2 separate regions of the Mus musculus genome follow, and region 2 is linked to region 1. Evidence: chromatin contacts called from public HiChIP or PLAC-seq data. All regions are on one chromosome and are shown on one strand. Each heading gives the region's core, a stretch centred on a gene start, on an enhancer-like site or on the middle of the called end of the contact. The rest is flanking DNA. Distances are from core to core; before and after follow the strand shown.

The links. HiChIP or PLAC-seq counts read pairs in DNA pulled down with a chosen protein or histone mark.
Region 2: a contact with region 1 is called in an H3K27ac HiChIP or PLAC-seq map of the HPC-7 cell line, with 13 times the contacts expected there. The contact joins two enhancer-like sites. A contact is called at or near these places in 7 of 39 promoter capture datasets (the C10 cell line, the HPC-7 cell line, cranial neural crest and 2 more), 2 of 15 datasets of contacts at CTCF or cohesin (CD8 T cells and large pre-B cells), 20 of 484 Hi-C or Micro-C datasets (B cells, CD4 T cells, CD8 T cells and 11 more) and 12 of 115 datasets of contacts at active chromatin or transcription factors (the 230-238 cell line, CD8 T cells, the HPC-7 cell line and 8 more).

Annotation. Positions count from the first base shown.
Region 1 is chr11:11,654,645-11,661,616 of GRCm38.p6, forward strand. The region is part of intron 1 of Gm11999 (predicted gene 11999); the gene reads right to left. Among named protein-coding and RNA genes, the nearest start is that of Gm11999, 28 kb to the right of the region's middle. Within about 2 kb of position 2,692, at least 103 of the 459 cell types and tissues checked have an H3K27ac peak or open chromatin away from gene starts, as enhancers often do. A contact at or near this core is called in the 230-238 cell line, B cells, CD8 T cells and 14 more, where this site is marked.
Region 2 is chr11:11,560,170-11,567,141 of GRCm38.p6, forward strand. The region is part of intron 1 of Gm11998 (predicted gene 11998); the gene reads left to right. Among named protein-coding and RNA genes, the nearest start is that of Gm29945, 5.7 kb to the left of the region's middle. Within about 2 kb of position 4,267, at least 131 of the 459 cell types and tissues checked have an H3K27ac peak or open chromatin away from gene starts, as enhancers often do. A contact at or near this core is called in the 230-238 cell line, B cells, CD8 T cells and 14 more, where this site is marked.

The DNA.
Region 1 (6,972 bases), core at 1,442-3,941:
TGCAGTTGACCAATATAATCCACATGGAAGAATCCTTGGGATAATGGGGCCAAAAAGGTCAGATGGAGTGGCTGATGACAACTGTGGGCTGAATGGAATTCAGAGACATTTATTAATGAATGCATAGCAAGTATTGACCATTTGAGGTGCAGGCCAATGATTGCCGGCAGGCCAGAAGCGCTGATGTACACAAGATGAGCTCTGCTGGGGAGATGCTACAAAAGAGGAGCCTGTGAGACTACAGGAAGTAGAACAAGGGCAGGAGAGGCTCCACAGATGACTTCTGCACTGGACCTGGTCAACCGCTGGTCATGGGAAGTAAAGGAAAGGTCCAGGTGATTCTAGATTTGCCAACCTCTAGGAATAATAGGAGTGAGTGAGTGTGTGTGTGGGAGTGCATCTGAATGTGTTCGAGTGTATGTGTATGAGTGTTTGAGGGTGTGTGTGAGTGTGTATGGATGGGTGTGTGAGAATGTGTATGTATGTGTGAGTGTGAGTGTGTGTGTAGGTGGGAGGAGGTTTGTTGAAGGCAAAGGACACTAAGATAGCTCATGACTCATTCATGGCTTGAAACCTCTTTAAGAGCAAAAAATGATTTTCTTTCATACCTTGTGGAATTTCCACAGCTGGAATTGCTGACTATACCACAGAACTGATTTGTGAAGCTGAGAAAGGCTAGCTGCTTGTCTTAGGAAAGGTAGTCACCCACACCTCTACCTACAGTGTGTAAGTGGGAAGCCAGCAGAAATGACCAAGGAGCCCAACAGCTGACATCATTTATATTTAGTTGCCAATGATTCTCCTAACTCCAAAATTACTTACATTTGGCTCACAATTTAAAAACCAGGAGTATTAACAATAAAGTGAAATATAAACAGATATGGGGATGAAGTGAGGGAAATAAGTTTGTTGAGGATTTCTGGGATAGATAAGGTATAGAGAAACAAAGAGTTGCCTTTTGGCTCTAAGCTTCCTTGTCTAAGTCACTACAAAGAAGGGACATCTCCAGGTTACACTAGTCACATGATCTAGGAATAGTGACTGTAGCTTCTGAGAAAAATAAGCTTCTCTCTTATGTGCTTTAGAATGGTGCAAAGAAAATACTATCATTGACATTCCTGATTGTTTTCTTCTGTGGTGCTAAGGATTGAGCGCAGGGCCTTGCACGTGCTAGACAAGATCCCTAGCACTAGACTCCATCTCCATGTCCATTTTTGCTTATTATGTTAAGACATACTCTTCCTACATTGCTCCAAGTGGCCTTGATCTCAATCTATAGCCCTAGAAAGCCTTGAACTTTTCCATCCCCCGGCCTCATCCTGCAGTGTACCTGGCAGTATAATCCTTCTCACCAGGCTTAACCATATGTTTTTTTTTTCCTTCAACAACCCTTGATTAAAAAAAGAAGTCAATTAGACAAATCAGACTCTAATATCCTTGGTGGTATGGCAAAGAAAAGTACATGTTTGGTGTGGTGAACATGCCAATTAACCTATTTGACCAGTATGTATGCTTGTATCAAAATATCACAAAACATCTAAAAAATGAACAATTTCCCTATGTCAATAAAACTAGAATAAAAAGCATTACAGGCTACTTTAGGAGCAAAGAATTGGCTTCAAGTGTGAGCATTTGGTTATTCAGATCATCTTAGAGAGACCATCATTCCAGGCTCTAGGCTCCTGGGCTGCTTGTGCCTCAAGAGATGACAAATTTCATCACATTAACCCGGATCCTAACTGTCCCCAGAGAGATAGATTGAGGACCCGAGGACAGCGAAGAGCAGGACATTTGGTTGTACAGCTACCATAGGGCTAGACTTACACTAGGCCACAGGCTTCCTGTGGGAAGACAAAGTGGGCAGCTGGGGCCTACACTGCCTTGCTGGTTCCTTCCACCTGCTTGGAGGGAATTTACCACTGGCCCTTCTTTCTGCACTCCACTGCCACCCACACATATGACTCTCTGGCAAGCCTCTGTCACATGGTGCTCATCTTCCTAGACACAAATTTGCCCTTCATGCTGATTTCCCGGTGTTTCTAGTTAGATAAGTGATTCTGACCAGGAGGGTATCACTTTGTGCCTTGAAACCAGGAGTGCAGTTGCTTTCCAGAGCTTCCACCTCCTTTCCCCTCTCCAGAGAGGCCCCTTCCGCAGACACTGGCTTACCCCTCAGTTTTCATCATCTTGTCTTGTCCTATTTAAATCTTGTCATGGAAAAAGGAAATCAGAGGCTAGTAATCACAAGCTTTCCTTGAATACACACACACACACACACACACACACACACACACACACACACACACACACCGTCGTCTGGATCATCCACAACCTGAGCTGCCACAGCCCTGACACACACATTTCCAGACATTAGGAATTAAGGGCTACATTTACATAACATTAAAGTCACTGTCTACAGGCACAAAATAAAGTGAATGGCTTCCGATCTCTGCCCCCAGAAACTGGTCTGTGGGCTTCTGCGTTTCTGGCCACGTGACCTTATTAGATGTCTATTACTTGTCTGGCTGATAGCTAGCTGCTCTGCTTCCCCAGTCTAACTGCATGGGAGCAGCAGGTCAGACCAGGCTGCAGGAGCCAAACTGCCAGAATCCGTATGAAGGGAGTTAGGTGGGGCCTGTCCTATCTCATCTCCCCAGCATGCCTTGCAACTACAGGAAGCCACCCACCAGTATTTCAGAAACCACAGGCTCCTGCGGTTCTGAGAGCCCCTGTCCTCTGTGTCCTTAAAACATACACACCATTTAATGTCTCATTAATCACCTTCTTTTACATGACTCAACTGGAGCCAGGAAAGAGCAGTGTTTACCCTGACCCAAGGGCAGTTTGGCCTCCTGCTTTCCCATTCAGTTGTGAGCAAATGTTTCAATAGAACACATTCCCAGGGCTGTGTGCTAGAATTTTATGCCCTATAGTGTGCAGGAAATAACCCATCTCTTGTCATGGACATAGGCCCTGGAAGAAGAGCTGTACCAGCAGTATCTGTCCTCCATCTCTAGTGCTTAGCAGAGTTTGATCATTAGAGGGACAGAGCCTATGCTTGTCAGTTTGAGGTCAGAAAGGCCCTGGTTTCCCTCAGCCACCTGGTTATAGAACAAGAATAATAAGAACATTCCAGACCAGAGGCAGTCAGCTGGGCCAATGGCAGATCTGCAGCTGCCATGTCCGATCTGCCTGTGGTTCCTCGCTGACAGTACCCAAGCTGCCTAATCACAGGCTGGAGTCAGGGCGGCTGTAACTCCAGAGCACTCCATTTTCTCTGACCAATCACCTCTCTCAAGAAAGCCCCAAGGTGTCTGTGCTCATAAATTCTCCAGCAGTTGGTGCTACCCAGGTGGTAGAGATGAGATATCCGAAGGTCCAACTACCATAACTCACAAAGACCAGACATATGAGGCTTTGTGTGTTGGTAAACCCAAGCCACTGCACCTTGTCTTTCTTTTAGTCATCCACTAAGCCTGCCAGCATGGCAGGATTCCTGGACGTGCCAGTGTGCAACAGGGTCCATCATATCCTGAGGTCACAGTCCTGAAACCAATTTGTCTTAAGTTTCTGTTTTGTCAGGGAAGTCCAGTGGAGCAATGAAGCTTGCACTGAGCCAATACTTGAGCACCTCTTTTGGCCAAATTTTCCTTCAGCAACCTACCTAGCAGCAAGGGGACCCAGGACATGGGAATGATTTGGACCTATATAGTGAAGGGGAAGAGTTGAATTGAATACTTGTGTGTGTGTGTGTGTGTGTGTGTGTGTGTGTGTGTGTTTGTGTGCGCGTGCGTGCGCGCACGCGCGCACGCGTGTGCACCCGCTATCTCTTCTGCATATTCTCCTGGCCAAGGGATATACCACTCAGTGGCCCAATAAAATGCTGTTACAGGGGAAGAAGGAACCTTAAGCAAAAGAGGAGAAATGTGTTTTCTACATGTTTTTTGAAGGAAGAGATACATATTTTTCACTATCCCATGAAAGTTATGTGCCAGACAGATGCAGCCAAGTAAGCTATGAACCCCAGGATATGTTATCATTGATGGGATAATGGCTCTTAAAGCCTTGGGTGCAGTGGTATGTTTAAGAATAGTTCTTTATAAGGGACGGGAAATAAGGAACAAAAGTAAAACACAAGTTGCATGCAGCACTGAAATCTCATCTCCCACCTGTCGCCTTTTTGACCTGTGTGGCTTGACAAATCCAGAGCCTTGACCAGCAAGTTGCTCAGGCTTCCTCATACTTAAAAAACAGGATTAAAAATATTGTTGAATATTTTGAGTCACATTCTCAACGCCTGTGTCTAAAATAAGGCCCCAATTTTGCATCTGCAATTATTTATGCCTGGAAATAAGGAAGTGAAATTCCCACCTACTGGAAGGACAGTTGACAGGGCCACTCAGCCAGGCAAGTGTGGCTTAGAGCAGTGCAAACTGCATTGCACGTGCAGGGGAGATGCAGGAGCCTGATCAGACAGCTGCACCAACATTGCTACCCAAAGCTAGACAGGGATCAGCCTGTGACCTTCACTAGAAATTTGGGAACAGACAGGCACAAGCTTCAGGGACCTGTCGAGATTAGAAGGAGCGAATCTTCAAGAAGGACTGGCCTGTGTAGGATGGTGGCCCATGGTTAAGGAGTTCCCACAGCCTATTAGGACAATGTCCTCTTCCCTATCAGAATCCTTCCTGTACATCTCAGGGTGTAAGTAGGTTTGAAGCAACTTGTTGTGCTTCCCCTCTTGATACATGGACATGCTGGATTTCCTATACAAGACATTGCTAGCCAGCATCCACCTCTGTGAGTGGTTCTTGTGCAAACCTCCTATGAGTTGAAATGAACTGAGCCTAGCACTAACTCTACTGTCAAATATATCAGTGCCCCACAGGTTGATATCACTGGGGCTCATGCTACCATAGCTATAGTAGTGAGAGTGTAGGATTCCCAAAAGAAGCCAAGACCATTTCATGGAGGCCTGTGGAAGTCAAGCTTTACTTTAGGCTGCAGTTTGAAGAAAAATATTCTCCCTCCTCTGGTGGCAGGACACTAGCACCCAAAATATGGACTGGAAAGCTAAGCCTGTCTAAAAGCCTGAGCTTTTCCTGGCCCAATCTTCTTGCAAGTCCAGACCAGGTTACAGACTGACTTACAAACCTGAGCAGCTTCATCAAGACCCTGCCTTCTCTCTGGAATGACTGGTCACCTGCTGCAACTGGGCATCTAGGATCTCTTGGCCTGCTGTGGGTTCTTTGTTCTCTGCTGATCATTGTAAATAAGCTTTAGAAAATAACTATCGTTTTATGAGGAATTTAAGACTTAGCAATTATTTTAAGAAGAAAGTTTGGGCCCCTAAATCTGGACTCTGTGGTTTGTTTTTTGGTTTGTTTGTTTGGTTTGGTTTGGTTGTGTTTTGTTTTGTTTTGTTTTGTTTTAAGAACAAATCGAAATTGTTTAATTCAGACTTATTCCTATTATTTTTAAAAGAATAAAGAGGCCAGAAAGCATCATTTTTACAAACCATTGCCCTAATATCACTGTCTGCTTATGAAGCTACACAGGCAGTTAATGAATTCCGTAGGCTCCCTTCTCTCCTGTCAGCCTCTGTAGTCATTTACTCCTCTCACGATGGTCCATGATAATACCTTCTGATAACTGTCAAGATGTGTTCCACTGTGAGAGCAAATGTTTCTCTGTTGTTTTAAATGCTTCTGTTTTCCCAGTGCTGGTTAATTTTGTTTGTGTCATTTAGAGCTTTGATTTTAGTCAGCATTATTAATAATTTACTCTTTAACTTAATGGGACTGCAGAGGGGATGAGACAGGTCTGGTTCAAGCAGTGTGAGTTCCCTGTTATGGACAGCTATGGGAATCTTGTGTGTGTTGCCAAATGCATTGCAGAGTAATAAATGTATAACGAGCTGGGCTGTCTGTGCGTGTGCTAAAAATGAACATAGAATTAAGTAAAGGAAGTATTGCCACTATTCGGCCTCTGCTATTAAAAAGCCCAATCTGAAAACCATTACAGGCTGCAGAATTGACTCCCAGGAGTATACCTCATATGCAAACAGCCCACGGCCACACCTGGAAGCCTTGTATTATCTTAAAAGTGCTTGCTTCTTAAATAAATTCATCGGAAGAGGTCCTGAGCTGTGTTCAAACATGTGTGCCATCTTTACGTTCCATTCATTTGGTGAAACATGGTCTAAACAGTACTATCAGTGGGCGTGAAGGGGTTAAACAGTAAAACCTCAAAGGCCTGCAGCTGCTGTAGGTGGGGGTAGACAGAGTCAGGGTGGAATGGAGAACCACATTCACAGTAGGTGGAATGTGCCATGGTAAGAACCCTGTTTCTCCTCACACTAAATCCTGTGGAGATAATGCCTTCAAACAGGAGAGAGAAAGTCATGGTCAAGTCTGAAGAAAGCTGCCAGAATGTTCTAGAAAGGCTACACTGTAAGAAAAATAGTCCTCTTGAATTCAGCTGCAACCAAAGCTATATAGATACAAGAGTTTGGCCCTGCTAAATACAACTGCATGTAGTAACAGAGACTGGGATTTCATTTAAGTTGAACTTTGCACAAGAGAAGAATATCCATTGTGATGCAGAAAAGCTGGACAGGAACCAGGACACTTCAACAACATAGGAAACCCTAGTAATTAAGACACTGACCAAAAAAGAAAATCAAAACGCTCCGTGTCATCTCTTCAATTACACACTTTGTGTGCATTACCAGGGCTCCAACTAAAGGAACAAAGAATGGTGTCAGACATAGACTGAAGACCCAGTAGCTATTCTCATACGTGTAATCAAAAGTCACTTTAGCTTTTGCTATCAGTAGTAATGCAAATTTGGTAGACCACTGCAAGAATGCAGCCTAGATGGACCACATATTGGTATTCTTCATGACAACTGTCCACACTCATGCTTGTACCAAACTTTTCTCTATTCTTATAACAAGAATCAGAAAGACCA
Region 2 (6,972 bases), core at 3,017-5,516, 93 kb before region 1:
CTGCCCCCAGGGGAAAACAAATCCATAAAGGCAGATCTTTATACTAGCCACAACAGTACCTTTTAAAACACAGTATGCATACGTATGTGTGTGTTTGTATATACACATATAGTCATGTGTGTGTGATTTACATATTCCTGCACTTTAATTGGCTCCTCTAACTAGATTATTGCAAGAATCAGTTCTTTCTCAAGTGAAAAATCTAAGTGTGAGTTTGTAAATCACAGTGTAGAACCACGGTCTTTTCCAATCAAAACAGCCTAGCAGACTGTATTCCTGCTTGGCAAACCAAGGCAGAGCGGTCACACTTACAAATGTCTTCTAAAGTTTTCATCCCCTCCCTCTGGGGACAATGTTGAAAATATTCATTCTTGAGGGCCTACTGCTATTGTTTAGTCTATTTTCTCAGTGAAGTGGAGGGTATGGGGCGGGGGGACACTGTGACCTTTGGCTCACAAAGAACCAATGCCTCATCATGGCTTTTGGATATTTCTTGTGGGGAGGTCACCTTCTCCGTGAGTGCTCCTGAGTAGTGGCAGGTGTGCACAGCTCAATGATGCTACCACCACTCTGCACAGTGCAGCCTTGTCACTTCCATTTACTGGTGGCTCACTCTCTCTCTCCGTGGGAGTGTGCTGGTTAGACCTTTTCCCAGTGTGGTTCCTTTGAGCTGTTATTGACATGTTTTCACACTCCCGTACACTGGCTGTGTGCTGGCCCATTTGAAAGGAAGGGGCTGCAAAATACTCCTAGCCAACTCTCTTTACAGATAACAGGGAAATGAGGATGGAGCAGTGACATGAACTGCTGCCTGGATTTCTCCACGTCCTCTTGTCGGCAACAAATGGCAAATAAAGGATCCTGAGGAACATGGAAGCCACCTTGCTTGTAGCAGTGTGCTGTCCCGCAGACTCTGCATTAAACAATTGAAGACAAAAAGAGCTCACACCTCAGGCTCTTCCACTGAGGTGTGTGATCTTATTTCCTTTTCATGGCAGCCCTTGGAAGTAAACACTACCAGGCTGTGGTATTCCGGATATGGAAGCTAGTACATAGCTGAAATGATTTCCCCCAAGTCAGAACAAAAAAAAAAAAAAAAAAAAAAAAAAAAAAACAAGGATGAAACTGGCATTGGCTCTCTGTGCCTCAGAACCCATCCTCTTACACCCTGTCCCTGTGCTTGATACACCCGGGACCAAGCCTGTGTCATGAAACTAAGGAAGGGGGGACAGCCACTGTTTGGGGGCTTCTCCAACCGGTGAGTAGTTTCATGACCTGAGTGTTGGGTCAAATGGGAATATGTGCAAGTCGGACAGGGAACTACGCAAAGCTCTCCTTATCTGTGCGGGTGTGCCTTTGCAATACCTGTATCCTTCAGCACAAGCCAGAGAGAACGCTCGAAGGCTTGACCAAGCGTCTTGTGCAACAGCCTGCCGCATCCAGAAATACCTTGCCCAAGGTCTCTTTCAGCCTTGCTGTACTGAAGGCTGGGAGACAGTCAGCTAGCATGGGATGGTGGGGCCCAGCCTCATGGGCAAAGGAATATACTTGGTAGTCCTAATCTTCCATGTGTTCTCACTGGCTTGATCTCTGCATGTTTTTGCTCTTCTTCTAAGTGCAATAATAAACCTTGCATACACTAGGGTTAAGGAATCAGAAGTTACCCAGCAAAGACCAGGAGGCAAAATCTTACTGGTAATAATACTCCGGCATTTATTAATATTTCAGCCCCCTCAGTGTCCTGGGCTTGGTTTGGTATGCCTGGGAGGGTTTACTTTTGTACTGACCCTTCCTCTTCTGAGTTTAGATTTTGTACACTTTATTTCCTTTTTCCCTGCAGGGTCATTTGCACCCTCGACTTTTGTATTCTTACCATTTTTATACAGTATAATAAATGTCTATCTTGTAGTGATATCCTCTTTGTAGAATCAGGAAAAAAATGTCCATATTGAAAGGTTGTGGTGAACACTGAGGTGGTACACTTAAAAACAATACATTGTCATGTATAGTGTGATTATAGTAGTGTTTAATCACAAAATACCTTTACAAAAATTTACCTAGTTTGATAGTATGCACCTTTAATACCTTTGAACATTGAAATGCTTGAGTATTTTAATGATAAAATTGTAGCTTCCATTAGTATGTATAGAAGAAAGTAATACCATCCAGCATGGTATGTGTTGTTTTGTCATCGCTGTAAGTAAATGCATGACAGAAAAACCTTAAAAGAGAAAAGGTTTATTTGGGACTCATGTTTTCAAAGGGTTCAGATTCATAGATAAAGGCAGGACAGAAATAAACAGCTTACACAATGACAAAAAGAGGGGCACTGATGAGAGGAGACACACTGGTGAGAGGGGACACTGGTGAAGGGGGACACTGGTGAGTGGAGACACTGGTAAGAGGAGACACTGCTGAAGGGGGACACTGGTGAGAGGGAACACTGGTGAAGGGGGACACTGGTGAGTGGAGTCACTGGTGAGAGGAGACACTGGTGAAGGGGACACTGGTGAGAGAGGAAGCTAGTTAGGGAGACACTGGTGAGAGGGGACACTGGTGAGAGGGGACACTGGTGAGAGGGGACATTGGTGAGAGAGAACATTGGTGAAGGGGGCACACTAGTGAGAGGGCACTCTGGTAATTGGGGACACTGGTGAGAGGGGACACTGATGAAGGGGGCACACTAGTGAGAGGGGACTCTGGTGAGTGGGGACACTGGTGAGAGGGGACACTGGTGAGGGGAGACACTGGTGAGGGGGGACACTGGTGAGAGGAGACACTGGTGAGAGGAGACACTGCTGAAGGGGGACACTGGTGAGTGGAGACACTGGTAAGAGGAGACACTGCTGAAGGGGGACACTGGTGAGAGGGAACACTGGTGAAGGGGGACACTGGTGAGTGGAGTCACTGGTGAGAGGAGACACTGGTGAAGGGGGACACTGGTGAGAGAGGAAGCTAGTTAGGGAGACACTGGTGAGAGGGGACACTGGTGAGAGGGGACACTGGTGAGAGGGGACATTGGTGAGAGAGAACATTGGTGAAGGGGGCACACTAGTGAGAGGGCACTCTGGTAATTGGGGACACTGGTGAGAGGGGACACTGATGAAGGGGGCACACTAGTGAGAGGGGACTCTGGTGAGTGGGGACACTGGTGAGAGGGGACACTGGTGAGGGGAGACACTGGTGAGGGGGGACACTGGTGAGAGGAGACACTGGTGAGAGGGGACACTGGTGAGAGGGGACATTGGTGAGAGGGAACATTGGTGAAGGGGGCACACTAGTGAGAGGGCACTCTGGTAATTGGGGACACTGGTGAGAGGGGACATTGGTGAGAGGAGACACTGGTGAGAGGGGGACCTTCTCCTTTTTCTATTTTATTCTGAATCTCCCCCTTCGTAGAAAAATGCTCACAGACACATCTACAAGCAAACCCTCTGAGTCTTCTAAATCCCGTCAGGCTGAAGATGAAGCTGCACCATCATGCTATTACAATACCTGAAGAAGGAAAACAAAACTAACATTATTATTTGTCAGGAAGTTTCGGCACATGGCCTTAAGTAGCATCTCAGAATGACCAATCTGATTTCTAGATGCACAGTGCGATCCCTCTCCTTCTTCACATATCTGCACACACCCCTAAGCTTACACGGTTAACAAGTAAATACAAGAGTTAGATGAAAATCCCTCCCTCTCTTCTTTCCTCCCTCTGTCTCTCGCATCCTCTCCACCCATTCTATATTAAGAATCACTGAGCACCCACTGTGTGGCAAATGCTTTTAAATGATAAAGATAGAGATCTAAATCTCGTCTATGAAGGATTGAGAAAAGACCATGGGATCCTTTATGTCAGAAAAGCCTTTCTGGGGTGGATCTGTGTGGGTCCAGTGCCCTTTCTAGCCCCAAGTGAGTGGAACAACTCTAAGTTCAGGCAAATTTCAGAGGAATGTGAAGGCCAGGTGCTTACATGCCAAAAGGCCTCTTCCAAGGAGGAAGGAAGTGCTACCTCTGTCTTGTTTGAGGAACATTAAAGATGGGGGCCCCAAACTCAAAGGTCACCAGAAGAGCATGCTCAGTACTTCCTGGACCTAGCAGCAATGTGGCAGTGAGGGGCAGGGAAGGCAAGAAGAGAGATCAACGCATGGGGAAAGCTGGGGATCTGTGCTAGGCAACCCAGCTCCTCTTGGTTCCAGGCCAGCGCTTATCTCTAAATCAAGCTTGCATGAGGCCAGGATACATATCTTTCTGGGGCCTCCAGAGAGTTGGAAACCACATCCGTACCTTGGCTTCAACATGAGAGGAACTGCCCAGAGCTGGAGAGTGCCTGGTTGCTACCAGCTGCCTCCACTTCCTCCCAACAGTCACTGCTTCATGCAGTGGGATCTAGTTTTCTCCTTTTTAGCTGGGAGCAAGGCCTCCCTACTGTTATAGGCTTTTCCAGATGCACTTGGCTCATCTGACTTGCTCCTTGCCACCTACAAATCAAAGGCTATAGGAACTTAGTTGATATTCTCCGTAGCTGAGCAGTAGTACCCTCCCAGCTGTCTCGTCCCCACTCAGCAGCAAAATACAAGCAGGCTTTGGCACTGGCCCAGGTTGGAAGGGTAGGGTTGGAAGACTGCAGGCACATGGGGGACTGACAGGCCTGAGTCAGTCTGTCCTTACTGTGCTTTCCTCTCCCAGCATTCCCCATGCCCTTGCTCGGCTCCTTCGACTATGCCAGTATCAAGCACAGAAACACCACTTAAGCTAGGGAGTTGGGGCCCAGTCTCTAAGCCCAGGGGCATGTATAGTCTGTTTCCTGATTTGTAAAGCAGGGGGCAGTGCCAGGTTGAGTAAATGAAACAACTTACTGTTGACATTGCTGGGCTTGTAAGCACTGAATACACGTTGGCTCCTGGTACCCCTGGTCACTGACTGGGTTGTTTTAGGTGAGAAAGTGTTCATCTCTCATTTTTGTTAAAACTCTTGAAGACCTAGCCCTCATCCCTAAGTCTAGTGAGGCTTGGTGTGTACCAGCTCTGTGTTGAGCAGCAGAGGAGATCCCAGATCATTTTCCAGGGACCCCAAGCTCTCCCCAGAAGGCAGCTCTCGTCACCCGTCCTTCCTGGGGTTTGTGCTGCAGGAAGAGTTGCAGCTGTGTTCTCCAGGCCCCTCAAGCTCAGCTTGGTATATAAAGGAGCCAAAAAAGTGGGTCATGCCACTGAAAATTATCTCCTGGAACTGAGCCCATGTGGTGGCTTGCAGAAATTGTGTGTGTGTGTGTGTGTGTGTGTGTGTGTGTGTGTGTGTGTGTCCCTTTTCTGTTTAGGAACTCATGAGCATCCGTCCCAGGTAGCACAGGGACACCTTACAGGGACTGATATTTGGGTAGCACAGGGACTCCTCGCAGGGACTGATACTTGGGGCTCTGTCTGATGCTGCTTCTTTGGTCTCTACAGAAGAGTCATCTTTCAGCAATGCCGAGATGCAAGATGAAAGAGCAGCATTGGCCAAGTCTCCTTGTCTGCACTGACAGGTCTTTCTGCTCTTTTCTCTCCTCTGTCCCCTCCCTCCTTTTTTTGTATGAGCGACTTCTCTTTGCTGGGTAGTCAGAATCACCAAACCCCTTTTCTTTCCCTCTGGTTCAGCAGTTTTCCCATCTTGTTTCTCAGAGAGAGAATCTGTGAGTGCCATAGCAAGGCGGCCACTTTGGCAGGAATTTGATCCTTACCAGTTCTATAAGCTCCTGGGCATTCCCACAGTCTCACCACCCCGAACTCCATGACTTGAATTTCAGACCTTGGGGCACACTCTCTGAGGCCTGAGAAACAATAACTTTTTCTGATGAGAGGACATGAATATAGCACTTTATTCCAAAAACTTTATTTGATCAAAAACTCATTAATCACTCGCCACAATTTAGTTAGTAAATGTGCTGGACAAGATTGATCAATCAGTATCTTACACAATCATAACATAATATAACATTCATGAACAGACATCAAAACAGAGATAGAGTGATTGCTTAGCAGTTAAGAGCACTGCTTGTTGCTCTTACAGAGGACCTAGGTTCAATTCCAGACATAACGTGGTGGCTCATCTATAACTCCAGCTCCAGGGTGTTTTCATTAGGGATTTTATTGCTGTGATAAAACACTATAAACAACTTGGGGATGAAAAGGATCTATTTCACCTTACAATTTTCATGTCACACTATTGCTAAAGGAAGTCAGGATAGGCACTCAAACAGGACAAGAACCTGGGGGCAGGACCTGATTCAGAGGCCATGGAGGAGAGCTGATTACTGGCATGACCCTCGTGGCTTGTTCAACCTGCTTTCTTATAAAACCTGGGGTTACTAGCTCAGGGGTAGCCCCATCCACAATGGGCTGTGCCCTCAACCATCAATCAAAAATTAAGAAAATGCACACAAACTTGCCTACAGGCAAATCTTATGAAGACACTTTCTAATTGAGAGTCCCTTTCACCAAATGACTCTAGCTTGAGTCAAGTTGATATTAACTAGAGAGTACACAGGGGACCTGATATCCTGTTCTGGCTTCCAAGGGTACCAGGCACATATGTAATGCATATGTACATATGCATGGAAAAAAAAACACTGAATCACATAGTTTTTTTTTAATTGGAAGAAGACTCAAATACTGTTTCCTCCTAGTCTGGATGCTGGAACTATGTACCTAAGGCACCCAGGGCTCTTCGGGAAACATGTGTTCATACTGCAGGCAGTTTGCTCCAGGTTACAACCCGGAGCACTCTTCATAGAAAAAGACCAGAAGAAGGTTTTAGAGGGCTAGAGCCAAGACATACCGGTCCCATGGGGCTTTAAAGCTTCAGTTAAGGATTTGGACTTTAGCCTGCAGTTTCAGGATCTTTGGCAAGGTTAAAGGAAGAGAAGAACAAGTTTGTCAGCACTTGAGAATGTTAGGGCCCAATGGATGAGAACAGACAGGAGAAGAGGGAGTTAGGGAGCCA